Regions from separate parts of the Mus musculus genome. Here region 1 is linked to region 2. The links are chromatin contacts, called in public Micro-C maps. All regions are on one chromosome and are shown on one strand. Each heading gives the region's core, a stretch centred on a gene start, on an enhancer-like site or on the middle of the called end of the contact. The rest is flanking DNA. Distances are from core to core; before and after follow the strand shown. Region 1 holds the start of Sp4 (trans-acting transcription factor 4). Region 2 holds the start of Ncapg2 (non-SMC condensin II complex, subunit G2).

Region 1 (2,700 bases), core at 26-2,525, 1.9 Mb before region 2:
TTACGCTAAAACCATGACCAGAGCTGACCCACATGCAGCCAGGCTTTCCTTTGCCCGGACAACCTTGTGAGACCTCTAGGAGCGAGAAGCGCGCCAAGAACGCAGACTCTAAGGCGCACTCGTGGCCACCCTAGAAGACAAGTCACTAATCTGCACCAGCAGCCAGCCAGAGATACGACAAATAAAATGGAAGCTCCTGCTCGGTGGGAACACAGGCCTCGCGCTGAGACCGGAGGCCCCGGCAAGCTAGGTGAGCAAAGAAAGCAGGGCGAAGGGGATGTACCCCAAGTCAGCTTCATTCAAACCCCGAGGACACCAGACCCCGCCTCCCAACACCTCGGTCCGCTCAATCGCCGCGCGCTCCGGGTGTGAGCTCGCCCCGCGGGGAGCGGCTTTCAGCTGAGGGGGCGGTGGCAGAGGCGGTTCGGGCAGCCCCACTCGGCCGATAGGCCCAGGCAAACAACACCCATTTCTCCCTCCCCCCCGCGCGGGGTTCAACTCCCACTCGGCCCCGGCCACGCCCTGCTGCCACCGCCCCCTCGGGCAGCTCTAGGCTCCGCAGCCAGGCCGCGTTCGGGGGCGGGAGGAAGGCGGTGCCTCAATCGGAATAGCCGTCAAAAACTACGAGGCCCGAAAGCCTTTGCGGGAGAGGCCCGCCCGCCTCCTCCCACGACTCACTGTGCGTCAGCGGCCTCATCCAATGAGAGCCGAGCCAGGGAAAAAGGGCGCCCGGGTCCGGATGCGCCTTAGGAAAAGCCATGCTCACGCCGAGGGGGCAGCTGGCAGTCCACTCAGACCACGGGATCGCAGGGAGCTCACGCTTCCCCGCGCTCGCCCCGCTCCTCTCCCTTAAGCCTAGCTCCATGTCTTCCTTCCGCGGCCCCTCGCAGGATGCTGCGGCGCGCTTTTGAGTGGAGGGCGCCGGGAACTGAGTAGGGGGCGGGATATCCTGAGACAACAAGTTTGGCTGTATGGAGGGCCTGCCGGCAGCAAACCGCAGCTAGCTCACCGAGAGGGCACGCTCCGCGGGCCGGGAAGGCAGAAGCCGAACAGCAGCGAGCACCAGCCGGGCAAAGGGGAGGAGAAAGGGCGGCCCCAGCGCCCCGGCCCCGGCAGGTCGGCGGCCAATCCGCTGGGGGAAGGGGTGGAGAGTCGGCGGCGCCGGCGGAGGCAGGCCGAGGGGGGTGGGGAGTCGCCGCGCTCGCGCCGCCCTGGCTCCGCCCCCCGGCCCGCGCCGCCGCCCTCGCCGCGCGCCGCCGCTGTCAATCAAGGGCGAGTCAGCCGGGCTCGGGCGGAGAGAGGAGCTGCTACGCCACAGCCCAGCGGCGGCCATTCGCGGAAAAAGAGGCAGAGCCTGTGCCAGCTACAGCCTCCTCCGAGCCACCGCGGGCGGGCGGGACCGGCCTCTCCTCCCGCCTCGCCCCCACCCCCACCCACCTCTATCCCAGTGTCTCTGAGAGGGTTTGTCCTGTTAATGCGGGATGAGCGGTACGTATTCTCCACCCCCCTCGGTCTCCTTCACCGCCTCCCTTCGTCCCTCCCTCCCCAGACCCTGCTCGCTTCCCCCTCCCCCGGGGCCGCCGAGATGCTGGAAGGGGAGGAGGAGAGGGCGGGAGGGAACCAGGGGGAGGGAAGGAGGGCTGTGTTTTGTCTTAATGTCTGAGCTAGAACAACCTCCTTCTGGGTGTTGCTCTGGAGCCTATGGGTCGGGTTTCAAACCACGTTTCGTGAGAGCCCCCTCCTCCCTACCCTCCTTCTCCCCCACCCCCTGCCGGTGTGCACGGATCGCGGGTTTACGGAGATTAATGTTCAAGAGGAGGGAGGGGGAAGAAGGGAGGAGAACGAATAATAATAATCCTAATAACCTGTTGTCGTGTGTGTTGGTGGTGGTGGGGGGTTGTTGCAGATCAGAAGAAGGAGGAGGAGGAGGAGGCGGCAGCGGCGATGGCTACAGAAGGAGGGAAAACCTCTGAGCCAGAGAATAACAATAAAAAACCCAAAACCTCAGGCTCCCAGGTAAAAGCAAACGTTAAAAGAAAATTCAACACAAAGCTTTAGGGAAGAGAGGGAGTTATGCTCTTTAAGTACCCAGAAGTAAAGAACAGAATAAAAATGTTTATCCATTCAAAGCATCTTTCTGAGTGAGGAACTTAAATCGTAAATTCTTGAAGATTTCCCATCGTTGAGGCTATAACGATGTTTATATTACACCAGGAATTCAGACTGTTAGAAGAAGGTGTCTATTTTCCCAAGGGCATTTTGAGTTTAGAAGAATAACACTTTAAGAAAGTTTACCAGAAAATTCCTTTTTATTTAAACTTTATGTAATAGGACTTGCCTTTTTATTCATATAGCTTCTATCACCTGCTTTTGTTCATATTTCCTTTTTAATTCTGCTGCCTATTGAGTGTGTTCTGATACTTAGAGCTCTCAAAATAAATAACCCCCTCCCGACTGCTGTCTTCCACTAAATCCGCCCACTTTTTTCCCCTCCCTCTCCTTTCCCCTCCCATTTTGGGTAGGACTCTCAGCCCTCTCCTCTGGCTTTACTGGCAGCTACTTGCAGCAAAATAGGGACTCCTGGTGAAAATCAAGCAACTGGACAACAGCAGATTATTATAGATCCAAGCCAAGGATTGGTGCAACTTCAGAATCAGCCACAGCAGCTAGAACTGGTGACGACGCAGCTTGCTGGAAACG
Region 2 (2,700 bases), core at 127-2,626:
TCTCTCTTGTTTTTCAAGAGAGAGACTTGGAAGTAAAACCACAAAAACAGCCCTGAGGTCACCTGGGAGCTTGTTAGGCAGTGCATCTGTGCCCCACTCCAGCACCCTCCCCTCCTCTGCACACCTACAGGATAATGAGAGCTCTGGGGACCTTGCTCATTCTTCTTCCTACATGTGATCTCCCAGGTAAAATGCCATCCTATTTTACCTTTACACCTGGTGCTACGATGACATACTCAAAACAAAAACCTAACAATACAGTTACAACAAATGATATTTGCAACAGGTCTTCTCATCTTAAGAATAAATTTGAAAATCTCTCATACCTTTAGAAATACAGCAATATGGAGAATTATTGGCATTAATTATAGAGTGTGAATCACAATAAATATGCATTCCTATTCTAAATTGAATAAAAGTAGAAAATAACCTCAATTTGACAACTCCTCATATTAGTAAATTTTAAATATAGCCACTTCATTCCCCGATTCAAATGGCTGAATTGTGAACCATAACTTTTTTGTGATGAATAAAATGGAGAGGGAAAGGTGGGTTGCCAGTATCACCACTTTACTAATTATGGTCACTTTGTTTACTTAAGTACATGTCTTTGGCAACTTAGTATGCCATATAATGTCTACATATGCTACTTACAAACCGTGACTCCGTATCTTGATTTTTCTCTTTCCTTAGTTCATAACTAAGTTGCTCCCTAGATCAGTCCTAGGTATAGGTTCGGGTTCCTCCCTTATGTCAGTGCAAGAATAAATCCAGCGTCTTCACCACCACGTCAGGCCCCAGTTAAGTGTCAACACTGCTGTCCTCCCTAGTCAGCTCCCCAGCCCCGTGCCAGGATCTTCCATGTCATTCTCTGGTCAGGGCTGGGGTTCTCGCTAGTCAACCCGGGTGCAGGTCTTTGGTACTACCTACTCACCCAGGCTCCTTCTCAGGGGTCTTCTCTAGTCAGACTCAGGTCTGCGTCCCCGGTCCTCCGTAGTCTGCATCAGGTCCTTGCCTGAGAGCCTCCCTACTGTGCGCAGGTCATTTTCCGGAGTCCTCGCCAGTCACACTCGGGCCCTCTCCCGGGGTCGTCCTAGTCTGAGGTCCTACCTAGTGAACCCGGGTTCCAGGCTGAGATCCTCCCTGGCGAGCCCCGCTTCTCGGTCTGGGATCCTTCCCAGTCAGCCGGGGGATCCCGCTCTGCCCTCCCGCAGCACCTCCCGCTCCACAAGCGCTCGAAACCGATGGCGGCCGCGGACGTGAGACCCGCGACGGTGTCCGCCGCCCAGCCGCGGTCGCCGGCCGCCGAGTCCTACTCACCTCCCACCCAACTCACCGCGCGGCGCTCACCTCACCACAGACCCATAGTTTCCCGCGCTCGGACCAGATTCAAACACACCCGCGTATACCCCGGACGCTCCCGCCCTCCACCCCGTCACCAGTCGCCGCTCTCACGAGATCTGACGCCGTCCCGGCCACGCCCATATCCCCCACAGCTCTGCAGCCAGGCTCCGCCCCCAAGGCCCAAGCACCGCCTCCTGGGCGTGACTCAGAGCCTCTGGCGGGAGTCTCTTTAGCGCGCTCACGGGATGCGCAGGCGCAGAGCTGCTGGCTGTGTTTCCCGCCCTCCGCCCACACACACCCACCTTCCTTGGGAGCGCTGCTGTTGCTTCTGTGTTCCTTGCCAGCTGCTCGGTGAGACGTCACGCTGATATCAGACGGAGGAGGGAGAGCAAGTCCGAGACTGCTCAAGTGGTAACCAAGAAGATTCTTGAAGAAATCCTGCCTCGGTTCGGGATCCCTAAGGTAATCGGCTCAGACAATGGGCCCGCATTTGTTGCCCAGGTAAGTCAGGAATTGGCCACACAATTGGGGACTAATTGGAAGTTTCTAAGTGTGCTTATAGGCCCCAGAGCTCAGGACAGGTAGAAAGAATGAGTAGGACTTTAAAAGAGACCCTTACTAAATTAGTCATGGAGACCGGCGGAAAGGACTGGGTGACTCTCCTTCCCTTTGCGCTCCTCAGGGTCCGAAACACTCCTGGACATTTCGGTCTTACCCCTTATGAGATTCTCTTTGGGGGACCGCCTCCCTTAACTGAGTCAGGTGGGATATTGGATCTTGGCACTGACTCATCCTCACCCTCTGCTCTTTTTGCTCACCTAAAGGCCCTAGAGGTTGTTAAAACACAGATCTGCAACCAGATCAGAGAAGCCTACACTCCGGGAACCATAGCAGTGCCTCACGGGTTCCAGGTTGGAGACTCAGTCTTGGTCAGACGACATCGCACTGGCACGCTTGAGCCCCGGTGGAAAGGACCGTATCTGGTGCTGTTGACCACCCCCACGGCAGTAAAAGTAGACGGGATCGCTGCTTGGATCCATGCCTCCCACGTCAAAAAGGCACCCAGCCAAGATGAAGACAACTGGATGGTGGCAGCCACTGACAATCCTCTTAAGCTTCGCTTGGGTCACAGGAGTCACCCTGGGCCTAAAGAACCACAACCCACACCAGCCTCTGACTCTAACTTGGCAAGTTCTCGGTCCTGATTCGGATCAGGTCTTGTTTACCACCTCCAAAACAGCGCCGCCAGGGACATGGTGGCCAGACCTAGCCTTCTGCCTCAAACAGATAATTCCAGCTGCTAGAAGCACTCCCCCTAATCTAGTAAGAAGCTATGGATTCTACTGCTGCCCAGAG

Evidence for each region. Hi-C and Micro-C count contacts between places; a contact is called where the count stands out from the background.
Region 1: a contact with region 2 is called in a Micro-C map of embryonic stem cells, with 12 times the contacts expected there. The contact joins the promoter of Sp4 here to the promoter of Ncapg2 in region 2. A contact is called at or near these places in 1 of 39 promoter capture datasets (pre-B cells), 4 of 484 Hi-C or Micro-C datasets (LSK cells, cardiomyocytes, embryonic stem cells and 1 more) and 2 of 115 datasets of contacts at active chromatin or transcription factors (embryonic stem cells and thymic regulatory T cells).

Annotation. Positions count from the first base shown.
Region 1 is chr12:118,300,015-118,302,714 of GRCm38.p6, reverse strand. Sp4 (trans-acting transcription factor 4) reads left to right here and starts at 1,275. Exons shown (of 6, transcript NM_009239.4): 1 at 1,275-1,488; 2 at 1,907-2,016; 3 at 2,523-2,700. The coding sequence starts at 1,482.
Region 2 is chr12:116,404,112-116,406,811 of GRCm38.p6, reverse strand. It overlaps Ncapg2 (non-SMC condensin II complex, subunit G2), which reads right to left and starts at 1,376. Exons shown (of 29, transcript NM_133762.4): 1 at 1,351-1,376; 2 at 935-1,110. It overlaps D430020J02Rik (RIKEN cDNA D430020J02 gene), which reads left to right and starts at 1,651. Exons shown (of 2, transcript NR_028421.1): 1 at 1,651-1,845; 2 at 2,169-2,700.